Regions from separate parts of the Mus musculus genome. Here regions 2 and 3 are each linked to region 1. The links are chromatin contacts, called in public promoter capture Hi-C maps. All regions are on one chromosome and are shown on one strand. Each heading gives the region's core, a stretch centred on a gene start, on an enhancer-like site or on the middle of the called end of the contact. The rest is flanking DNA. Distances are from core to core; before and after follow the strand shown. Region 1 holds the start of Fam160a2 (family with sequence similarity 160, member A2). Region 2 holds the start of Dchs1 (dachsous cadherin related 1). Region 3 holds the start of Tpp1 (tripeptidyl peptidase I).

The links. Promoter capture Hi-C pulls out the DNA fragments that hold promoters and counts their contacts. Capture Hi-C pulls out chosen DNA fragments and counts their contacts.
Region 2: a promoter capture Hi-C map of adipose tissue shows a contact between it and region 1. The contact joins the promoter of Dchs1 here to the promoter of Fam160a2 in region 1. A contact is called at or near these places in 5 of 39 promoter capture datasets (cranial neural crest, embryonic stem cells, frontonasal cranial neural crest and 2 more), 1 of 484 Hi-C or Micro-C datasets (uterus) and 1 of 9 other capture datasets (adipose tissue).
Region 3: a contact with region 1 is called in a promoter capture Hi-C map of second pharyngeal arch cranial neural crest. The contact joins the promoter of Tpp1 here to the promoter of Fam160a2 in region 1. A contact is called at or near these places in 12 of 39 promoter capture datasets (the C10 cell line, the HPC-7 cell line, cranial neural crest and 8 more), 14 of 484 Hi-C or Micro-C datasets (CD4 T cells, the G1E-ER4 cell line, Th1 cells and 7 more), 2 of 115 datasets of contacts at active chromatin or transcription factors (bone marrow-derived macrophages and memory CD8 T cells) and 2 of 9 other capture datasets (adipose tissue and liver).

The regions. Positions count from the first base shown.
Region 1 is chr7:105,397,931-105,401,782 of GRCm38.p6, forward strand. Fam160a2 (family with sequence similarity 160, member A2) reads right to left here and starts at 2,124. Exons shown (of 12, transcript NM_199009.3): 1 at 1,954-2,124. It also overlaps a transcript of Cnga4 not described here.
Region 2 is chr7:105,785,482-105,789,333 of GRCm38.p6, forward strand. Dchs1 (dachsous cadherin related 1) reads right to left here and starts at 2,069. Exons shown (of 21, transcript NM_001162943.1): 1 at 1,878-2,069.
Region 3 is chr7:105,750,155-105,754,006 of GRCm38.p6, forward strand. Tpp1 (tripeptidyl peptidase I) reads right to left here and starts at 2,081. Exons shown (of 13, transcript NM_009906.6): 1 at 2,017-2,081; 2 at 1,828-1,899; 3 at 1,436-1,575; 4 at 26-176. The coding sequence starts at 2,033. Dchs1 (dachsous cadherin related 1) reads right to left here. Exons shown (of 21, transcript NM_001162943.1): 21 at 2,835-3,852. The coding sequence ends at 3,304.

The sequences.
Region 1 (3,852 bases), core at 874-3,373:
TTGATTTTATAATGAATTAATATAATATGTAAGCATGCATGCTACTCAGATATCTAAAGTTACATAAAATTACTATATAAGTACATGGTTCTTCAACCTAAAACAACACACACACCACTATCATTCTGAATGTCAGGATTTCATAAACCAGTAAAATATTTATTTTTTAAAAAGGTGATCAACTTTTTATTTTCATCATTTTCTTTAAACCTACCATGTACTTTACCACTAATTATTTCTCCAGTGAAAGAGCAAAGAGCACCTTAACACCAAAAAAGAACAATAATATTAGAATAAGTTACCCCTGCCCCTCTTTTGGCAGTGTTGGGATCAAACTTATAGTTTTGAATATGGAAGGGCACTCTCCCACTGAGCCACTCCCCCAGGATATAACTTTATTTTTAGTTCTTTCATCCTGTCTTATACAGATGAACGCTACCATGGACTGGATCCACAGGTCAGTGTTTGGGAACCACTACTACAACCTGTTATGCTTGTCGGTCCTCAAAAGTTCTGATTATCTGGCCAGACATATCATTATGAAGAAGGCCTCTTTGGTCTCCAGAGAGAAGAAAATATACCACAAGATAAAATAACTAGCTCTGAAGCTGAGATTCTTTAACAGAATATAAACTGAGGCTGCCTCAAATTCTCTAGGGATAGTCTTCATAGAAAGACCTAAATACTGTTATGGTTAAAGGAGGTTCAAGACACCTCAACTACATAGCCGACTGTCAGATCAGAGAGAAGATCCAGAGAATGGATCATATCACTAGTGAGACTAACTTCCCCAAATTCATGTCTGTGTGGATAAGGAGATGGACTTATAAAATACAAATAAAATGAACTTAATTATAGGATACAGAGGGAAATATGAGCTGTAAAATAGAGAAAACTTTTCAGGTGGTCTAAGTGTTTGGCATCTTGATTTCACAAATATGCACATATGTCAAAACATGTACACTTAAAGTATAAGCATTTACTGTACAAAAATTTGCTTCCACAAAGTCATGGGTTTTTTGTTCCTGCTTTTCAAACTCCTAAGAAGAGCAAACCTAAACACAGTGCTGCATATAACAAGCCATGTGACTTCCATGAAAGCAACTGCTCGTCCAATACAGATGACAGCAACAGGGAAGGAGGAATGTAGTAAGGGTGCCCAGAAGCAGGCAGAGAGAAAATATGGGTAGTTCTCTCTCTCCACCTCTCAAAACACAAAAACAAACTTCCTGATGGCCTCATTTTAAAGTCTGCCTTACAAAAGCAGAACCTGAGGAAACTGTGGTTCCATTATTACTCTGTAGATGACTAAACCTCAAACATTTTCCTTATCACAGTTACTGTTGCTTATGATGCTGTTTTGTGTGTGGTGTTTGGGGTTTGTTATTGTGGTTCTGGGGTTTTTTTTTTTTTCCTCCTCTCTCACTCTCTAACATATCTATGGGCACAGGGCGGCCAAGTGCACAACACTTGCGCCTGTACTTTACTTGATCGTAAACTATTGCTCTCCCTGGACAGGGCATCCAAGGAGGCCCCACAACCAACCTCAGCTCTCATGCAAGTCTCATAACCCTCAAGCCCCTTTCCTCCTCTGCCCTGCTTTCAACTGCTACACCAAGGCACAGCCATCCCCCGCTGGTTCCCGCCTTGGCCTTTAACGCTCCCCATCCCCGCACAGGCCTTACCCCCTCAACTCTTGTCCCAGGACGTCCCTCACCTTTCCAAGCTCAGCGAACCCACACCCTTTGCAAACGGTGGTTATGAGTTCCTTCAACTGGGCCCTTCGGAGCTGGGCCCAGGATCCCCTCCAGCGGGCTTCTTCCTGGTGCACAGCACCTAGGCTGTCCCCTGCCCCCCTACCTCAGATGTTCGCAGCCCCTCACCACCTGCCAACCCTTCACCCTGTCCCTTCAATTCCAAACCCGGTGCCGTCATCCCGAATCCCCTCGGCACCTTGCGCCTCTGCGCGCGCCGCGGCCCACGCGTCTCTTTCACTTGCACCACGCCGCCCTGCCCGGGCCTGTCGGCGGCCGGGCTAGGTGAGTTCAGGCCGCCGCCATCGCTCCTCAGGCGAACCAGCCGCGCCCCGCCCCGCGCCACACGCAGCCCGCGCCCCCGCGCACCTCACGCAACCGCCCAGTGACGCACGGCTGGGCAGCGGCGTGCCAGCTCATTGGTCCGGCCAGGCCCCAGCCAGAGCGTCGACGCCCGTTTCCTGGCAACGGCCGAGCGCAGGGGCGGGGTCTCCGTCCGCATTCCAAGAAAGGAGCGGCTCCACACTCTCAGGCCCCGCCCCCTCGACCCGCAGACTCCGCCCTTCTGAGGATTCTGGCGTTTTATAGGGGACGACTGAGAAGAGGCGGGGACAGAGGAGAGAAATTCGAACCGGAGGGCAGAAGGCTGCTCTAAGGGAGGGACAAGCTTCTGAGGCTAGGAAAGAGTAGGCTTTGGAAGGCACTGGGAGAGATAGAGGGCGAGGACGAGGGGGCGGGAACACAGGCCCTGGGCGGTGCTTATAGCGTCAAGTGGGCAGGGCTTTTCCTAAAGGATAGGCCAAGGGCCAGTCTGTGGGCAGGGCTGTAGAAAGCTCTCCTAGACCAGGCTGTTTGCTACCAAGCTAGTTTGTTTCCACCAGACTTATGCACGCCGGTTGGATTCTACCTTCCTACCCGTGAAGACCGCCTCTTCCTAGCTCTCCCGAAGCTTCCGTGACCTCGTAGAACGTGGAATAAGTTCCTACATGACAGCCTGGATTCCTGATCCGTTAGAACCTGTCTCAGTCTTAGGGCTGCGAAAGGAAAAGCGTCTAGAAGCAGCACTTAGCATGATCCCTGTTCATAGAGGATGAAAGAGCTGAGAGATGGCTTCAGGGAGAAATGCTGGCTGAAACAAGAGTGAGAAACACTAAGAGAATTAGCAGTTTCCGATAAAATCTGTAGTTGATTCTATCAGTGTTACCTGATTGTGATCATTCTGTGATTACATAATATGATGGATGACAGGGGGGCATGGGTAAGGAGTTTACAGCTTTGTGTGTTGTTTTTGTGACTTTTCTGTGATTCTAAAACTGGTTCAAATTAAAAGTATCCATAAAGAAGAAAGAAATAAAAATTTCACCCTAAAGAATTAGCTATCCCAAGGCAAGGCAGAATGGTCAAGACCCGGAGAACACCTGGAGCTGGGAGCATGCAAAGCAAAGATCAGATGAGAATGAAAACGGAATATATAATACTGCGGGACTAGTTGACCGTGTTAGTTTATATTATAGTCTTGGAATTTTATACATAGTCAGGTGGACAGGGCACCTTTGCAAATGGTCATTCAAAAGCAAAGCCCAAAATAGGATCAAAAGGATGTAGAAAAGGGAGTTTGTGGACACTGGGAAGGGTTTGAGACTTGGGTAAAGGGAAGGGAAAGGATTAAATATTGACATCCTGTATAAATTAAAAACCATCAAAGGGAACCAGAGAGATACCATCCTGGTTAAAGCACTGGCTGAGCAAACGTGACAGCCAGAGTTCAAATTCCCCAGAATCTACATAAATACCGGGTGGGTGTTGTGATCCACCGGGATCTGTCCTTGAAAGGTGACTCTGTTTTATTGAGAGAACCTGTCTCATTAAATCAGATGGAAGAACAAACAAGTGTGATTCCTTCCATCAGTCTCAGGCCTCCACAAGCACACACACACACACACACACACCACTCAAGGGCATACTCACAAATTTCCAGAGCTGAGGCATTGTTATGAGAGGTGGGAGTGACAGTGACTAGAAAGAAGAAGAGTGACTCCTCAAGCTTATAATAGTTCTGCTTCTTGAGCCAAGTACTGAGCTGGGTAAGTTCAATTTG
Region 2 (3,852 bases), core at 819-3,318, 390 kb after region 1:
GCTGAGGGGTGGGAGGGTCAAGTAGGAGCAAATTAGGAAATCTAGGGCAAGAGGTCAAGGGGAAAAGGTCATTATCAGGTTAAAGCAGTGGTTCTCAATCTGTGGGTCATGACCCCTGTGAGGGAAGGCCATTGAAAAACACAGGTATTTATATTAGGATTAATAACAGTAGCAAAATACACAGTTATAAAATAGCATTGAAAATGATTTTATGGCCGGTGGTCACCACAGAATGGTATTAAACGATCACAGCATTAGGAAGGTTGAGAACCACTGGGTTAAAGAGTAAAACAGGAGAAAAGGCATCTGGAAGCTATAAAGAGATGGAAGCTATGTTCAGAGTGGAATACAGGTTGGGATGGAAGAGTTCAAACAGAGTAGTCATGGGACAAAAGAGCATACCAGGAGCGAAAGAAACTGAGGAAATTGTGCAGCTGGTGTTTAGGGAGACTCCATGGAGACTTCCATGGTAGCATGTAGGACCAGGGGGGAAAAGCTCACATCCAGCTCTCAGTGTCCAGGAGACAGAAGTTCTGGAGTTCTGGGGATGAAGAGTAACAGTGTGAGTCTTAGAAGCTAAAGGGCTTCTTTAGCAGTAGCAATACCATATAGCTTTCCTTGTAGTATGGATATATGGTCCATGACTGTCTCCTAGAAGTTGTACAAGAGGTTCGGAGGTAAGGACAGTTACAACACAACCTTCTATTAGTTCTGAGTCACCTGTGACTTATGTGAGCAGGCTGAGGAGATACATAAAAATCCCTGTCATGCCCTGCCTGATAGTATTTCCAATTGGCATGTGTTGTTCTGAGAGGTGCTGGCAACACCATTGTCTCCTGTGGTATGAGTTGGCTGTGGCAATGACTCTTCATGTAACATGGCTGGAACATTACTGTTGTATGGACACCACACTGAGAACTTCTTCCACAGGTACATGCTAGCTTGGCAGGCATCTATAGTGGGTGTAAGTTGGTTCTGACAGTTCCTCTTTAGGGGTGTCCAGGCTGTGAGTGTATCTCTTGAGAATGTATGTTGCCTGGGACTCGGTCCCTGTGGGTTGAAGAGGATTATGACTATGTCCCCTATGGGTATTTGAAGAGTTGACATAAGTGACAATATTTTTCTGGCCTATGACCTGTGGCTGTGGGCCCAGCCCATGCACACTGAGTTCATTGTGCCTTTGAGTTCTCTCTCCCCACCCCCTCCACGTGGGACCTAGGCTTGCAGTGACCTCTCTCTGTCCCCTGACCAGGACTCTGATCTAAGCATCCTGGACAGAAACTTGCAGGCTCTGGTACCAGGATGCACTTAGAATACTAGTTTGGGTGACACACTGCCACCTCAGGCTTCCTCCTCTCCCCTCTGCTTCTCTTTACTTCTGCTCCCTCCGTTTCTTTGTCTGTGTCTCTGTGTCTCTGTCACACACCCATCAATACGTTCTGACACATGGCTCCAATAGAGCCAGGTAAAAGGCACCCAGGCACACATCCTCACAAGGACCTGCTTGTCCTGGCACACCCTCATTCTGACCCACACCCCCTCCAAGTGACACGCACATGCACACACAACCGCGCGAGGACACTCACTGACTCACACTCACTGCACACACACTGTCCTGCCCTCACCCACCAACCCCCCGCCCCCCAACCGCACACTCAAGCACCACCACACACTCCCACTCGATGACACCCGCACACAAAGACCCCCCGGCCCTGCCCCCATGCTCACGTTCACGCTCGCCCTCTCCCGCAGGCCCCGGCCCCCCCCTCCCCCATTGTCTCGGCTCAGAACAAAGCCCCCGGCTCCGCCACCGCCGCCGCCGCAGTCGGGGAGGCCGACCGACCCCGCGGGTGCGGCCGGACGGGCCGGTCACTGACCTCGATGCGGTGCGGGCTCCCTCGCCCAGTGTTGGGGCGCAGTCCGGCCGCGGTCAGCCCCCGGGGCAGCGCCCGCCAGTGCGGGGCCTGGGGCCGCGCATCGTCCGCTTTGACTGGCTCGGGCTCACAGTGCCCTCGGCGCGGGCCGCCGTCTGTCTGCGCTCGCTCGACCGTCGGTCGGTCCGTCCGTCTGTCCGCCACCGCCGCAGGGGCGCCGCCTCCTGCACAGCCACCCCGCGGAGGATGCAAGATGCGCCGCCGCGGCCCGAGCCCCCTCCCCTCCCTCCCTCCGCGCGGTAACCCGAGCCCCCGCCCTCCGCCGAGCCCCCGCCCCCGCCCCCACCCGCGCTGCCGCGGTCCCCGCGCCTCCCGCCCGCCCTCCACCCCTCCACTTCCCGGCCCCAGGCCCCAGGCCCGGGCGCCGGATCCCGCCCCAGCGCCGCGCCGTCCCTTCTCCAGGCTACTACCGCGCCAGATCCTTTCGTCCCGTCCCGTCCCCTTCCTCCTCTCCGTTTTTCTTTCTCCATTCTGTACTGGTCTTCGTTCTTCCATCCCTACTCCGCCATGGTCCGCTTCTGCCCCACTGCCCTGTTCTGTCTCACCCCTTCACACCTCTTCTTTACCCACTTCTCCCGGTCTCTCTTCTCGTTGTTCTTTCTGTATCCAGCTTCCCTCCATCAAATGCCCGCTATCTTGCTCTGTCTGTTCGTCCGTCTTCTCTGCACCTTTTCTCCCCACCCCTTTTCCTGGCTCTTTCTTTTGTCCATAACCGCTCTTACTTCACACCTTTCCCTTCCCTTCATCACCCCGTCCTCTCCTCTTTCCTTCCGTCCATCTTAACATCCCCGGTCTTTTCTGCTACTCACTTACTACCCTGTGATCCTATTCCCTTTCCCCCTGTCAGCCCTGGCTTCTCATTCTCTTATTTCCTCGTCCATCCCAAATGTGAATTTAGAGATCGAGAGGTATTAAACCATAGAGTTTAGGGGCTGGTGGTAGTCTGAGAGTGTATTTCCCTAGATAAGTAAAATGAAAAACTGGGTAAGAAGATGACAAAGGTCTTGAGGGACCAATTTGGGAGGAAGGCTTTGTATGTGTGTGTAAAGTCAGTTAAGTGGATGACAGTAAGCAACCTGGAAGCTTTTATACCTTGTCCTTAGGACTGTGATCGATGTGAGGGAAGAAAGGCATTCTAGCAGGTACAAGTGGCACAGAGAAACTGGGAACTTCTAGGAAGAGAGGACAAAGGACCTTAGGGAAAAAGGAGGGAGTATGATCATGGAAGATGGAAAGAGAGGCTGAGATGCTCCATGGTTATCTGGGCTTCAGGCTTGCACTGCCCGGTGGGTGGTGGTGAGCAGGGGTGGGGAAGGGAATGGGCTTGGAAAGATGATGACTTGGGATTTGGGGCTTCTGCCTTTGAAGTGCATGTTGGGTAGGTAGGTCTACATTTGAAGGAGCGGTCTGGGCTGGGCATAAATATTTGGGAGTCATCTGCAAATACCGTATAAGTTTGAATATAGGGTGAGGTTTTTTTGCTTTTTTGTTTTTCCAAAATCATCTCTCAGGAAAGAGGGAGTAACCTTATATTTGAGTCCTTACAACATCTCTCATATTACAGGGTTTGCTCTCATTTACTTTATTTTGAACAACAAACCACTGGATAGGGCAGTATGGTATGGTGACTAAGCTTGTGGACTCTGGAGCCAGACTGCCTGGCTCGGGGTCCAGACTCTGCCGTTTGGAAGTTGTGTGCCTTTGGGAACGTTGGTTAACCTTCTTTTACCTCAGTATTCTCATCTATGAACTGGGTGTAATGATTAAACTATTTTTAATATGTTAAAGTACTGCATACCTGGTACCTAGAAAGTACCCAGCAAGAACTCTTGCTATCAGGACAAGACCTATTGACCTGAAATATCCTCAACAATCCTATTTTGGATCCTTGTAGAGGTCATTTGTCACAGAATCCCTA
Region 3 (3,852 bases), core at 831-3,330, 350 kb after region 1:
CTATGGGGAAATCATTACTTCTCACCGGACACTCAGCCAGCAAGTCAGAAAGTCCTGGGTGGTCACTGAATCGCAGTTCCGGGCTCCAGCTGCTGAGAGCCACTTTTGGACAGTGAGGAGGGTCAGGGGTGATGGTTGAACCAGCTCAGCTACATCCTCCAGGGTTAGGTACTTTCCTGCAGGGATTCAGAAGAGGCTCTCGTCCTCATTTGAGGCTTTCCTGGGTTGTCTGTCTGGACCTCAATCAGAGGACATCAAAACTTCCCGAGGAGGACTGTGTAGGGCTAGGCATAGTGAGAGTCAAAGGGAAGAAAAGGCTCGAGAGACATGAAACGTCATGGCCAGGAAAAATGCACAGCATGTGTTACCATGGTCACAAAAACTCAAGGACGTTAGTAAACTTTCAATATCCCATTTTAAGCTTATCTTCAAAAAGATTTCCCCAAACTTTTGGAGCCAGTTATACAGAACCTTCTAATTTAGCTCAGCTCTTCATCCTTGTTGATTTTAAACAACATAACGGTGAGTCATTCTTTCCTGCATATGAGGAGCTTCTTGGGTGCTCTAAGGATGCCCCCCCCTCCTCTCGCCTCCATTCTACACACACACACACACACACACACCCTTGCCTCACCATACAGGACTTTAAGCAGGGGAAGGATTCACTCCAGCCTGAGCACCATAGAGAATACTCTAGAATAGAGAAGGGACTGTTCTGGGGAGTGGGGTGAAGGAGAGGAAGCTTCAAACCAGTCCGGGTACTGGGCAGTAATCCAGAAAGAGAATAAACAACTGAGTTGGTAGCAAGAGGAATGGCCAGAGTGGATTAATCCAAAGACAATTTAGGACTTGAACTAGCAACAGAGGAGGGTGTGGCAGTGGCTATGAGAGTGGGGTAAGGTCCATGACTTGATCATGCACACACACTAAGTGCTAGTCCTCCATTTGAGAGCTGGTAGGGTAAGTGAACATTTCAATCTAGATCTGATTATGAATCATGTGTTCTTAAACACAGCTAGCTACCCCACACCCACCATCTTCCTGGCACTTGAACCTAGGGTTTTTCATATGCTCCGTAAGCACCCACCCTATCAATGAGCTAGCTAGGCCTCTAAAAAAAATTGGTTTTAATGTTGACAATATTGCTACACTGCCCAGGCATGCCTTGGATTCAAAATCGTCCTGTTTTAGTCCAAGTAGCTAGGATTATTACCTCATGCTACTAGGCTTAGATTTGTTCTTAGTTTTAAGACTGAAGAACTCAGGTGGAAATTTTGGTGTGTGTGTGTGTGTGTGTGTGTGTGTGTGTGTGTGTGTATGAATATGGCAGTTATTGTCATTTGTCTGTCATACCAGAAACATGGCCCTACATGATCTGCACCAGCCAGTGCCTGCCTGGTCCTGCCTCCCACTTCCTGCCCCAACTGATAGGCACCATATTGAGGAGAGCTAGGATCCGACACAGCCTGCACCAGCTCCGAGAGTCTTTCCAGGTTCCGCTGTTTCAGCGCAAAAGTGAGACTCAGCTCTTCCTCGGGATCCACGCGGCCCAGGGACACCCAGCCTGGAGGCAGCCTACAGGGTCAGGGACATGATTTGATTAGGCCATAACGAGAAATCCAGATCATGGAAAGTTTGGGATTAAGAACTGAGACTTTGGGTCGAATCCTAGATGCAGATAAGGATCATAGGAGATAAATGACCAGAGATTAAGCCGAGGGGGTGTCGAATAAGGCTACAGAGTGGGTACTAGGAGCAGTTGAGGATGAGGAAAGCTAGGACCAAGCGTCTGCAGAGACAGGCACCTGTAGTACTAAATCAACTCACATCCACCGCTGGTCCGGCTCAGGGTTGTAAGTGCATTTGCCGGCGATGACGAGAGCAAGGAGCCCTAGGAGGCTGCAGGGACAGCAGGTGGGTTTCATCAGGAGCCGAACCCTCATTGTACTCCTTCTACAACATGTAATCCCTCTAATGTAATCCCCCTTAGCTACCCTCCCCACCTCAGTTTCTCACCGGGCTTGGAGTCCCATTTTGGCTTTCAGGCTGATCTGTAGTCATGTGATAAGTCACATGAGCATGGTCTGGCACCTCCCCCATCTCCCTGCCTAGTAACTAGTGACGTTGCTGACTCCTCCCTCCCAAATGAGCTGTTCTGAATGCTGGGGCTGCTATTAGAATTCTATGCTGTGTTGAGCATCTAAGCCCAGGGCTCCTCTTCACCTGCTGCCCAAGTCTGTCTGTCTCTAAAGGAATCATAAAGGAGTGGGCTCTGAAGCCCCATAGGTATGGGCTGCTCCTGGCCGTACAATATTAGAAAAACAAGCTCTCAGAGCCTAGGTTTCTTCACTTAAAATTCAGTGACTGTTACGTAAAAGAAATGTGCCTCATACTTGGGAGTAAAAGTGGACATTGCAATAAAGCAAGCCTATGGAGCCAAGACTGACCTGGCAGACTCAACTAATGTGAGCTCTTATGAATGTGGACATTTCATGTTTCCAAGGTGTGTGTGTGTGGGGGGGGGGGGTTGGGGATTTCTTCACTTACCTACTCTTAATAATCACCATATCTTATTCCAGACCCTCAGGCTTAGGACCCTAGACTGCTTCCTACTCTGTCAGTCTCTGCAGGAAACCACTGCAGTTCAAGTCCTGACCATGTTAGAGGGGAAAGCAGCAGAGATCCCAAGGCTAGGCTTCTGAGCTCTCAGTGCCAACCCTACTCCTACATGTCCTGTTGTCCGCCCTCCCTCTGGGCCTCCTTGGCTACTGTGCCAGGTATCCACAGTGCTACGCCAGTGACTTCTGGTTACCCTGACAGAACAGAGCCAGAGGCTGGATACAAACTGCAGTTTATTAAGGCTCCAGAGTGAGAATTGGCACTTGTTCTGGGCAGGGGCAGGGATGTCAGAAGAACCCAAAAGAGCTGGGCCCAGATTGGAGGGACCTCCCCATCCCCCTAACCCCCAATAAATAAAGTCTCAGCTCCATCGCAGGGCGCTGGTGCAGGGCAGGAAGTCTTGGCTGAAGAGAACCCAAGGCTGTTGCCTCATTCTTATTTCTCTCCACACTGGATCTGGCCACAGGTCATGACCAACAGGCCCTCTGTGGTCCTAGTGCTGAAGGAACTGCAGAGAAATGTGGGACCTGTCCCAGCTATAAGAGTTTAAGGTGGAGAGCAGGGGACTGGTGGTGGCCTCCCCATAGTCAGTCATGGTCCGAGGCTGCCCAGGGCAGGCTGAGAATGGGGCCTGCTTTGGGGACACTGGACGTGTCCCAGGTCGGGGCCCAGTTAGGGCCACAGCTAGATGCGCAGCTCTGTGTCATCCGGAGGCTCCAGGCCAGACTCTGTACTGAGTGCTGAAGCTGAGGGGCCCTGGGCTACCCCGAATGGTGAGACAACGGGAGAGCGAGCAGCCAAAGGAGACAGTGAGGGTGAGAAGCTGGGGGACATGGCAGCTGAGGAGAGGGAGCCTTCATGGCTGATAGGGGAGCGGTGAGAGGCTGGTGGGAAGATGGCCCGGGCTACAGCTGTGCTTGCAGGCTTTGGGGGAACAGACTTGGCTCCTGGGTGTGCCACAGCAGTGATGAGGGGTGGTGGGTCAATACGGGGAGCTGGAGGACACGGACGAGCTTCATCCTTGAGCCGAGCAATCTCTGTGAAGACACTGGCCAGAGGCTGGAACTGAGGGCACCAGCTCAACAGGTAGTCCCAGTTATAGCTGCCACGGAGCTCTTCCTCACCAGCCACAATGGCCGTCAGTGCTCCAGCTACACACGGCTTCCCGTCTGCTGGGAAGCCATAGTCCCCAGCGGGTGCAGGGCTCAGGCCACAGCCCCCCAGGAAGGCTGT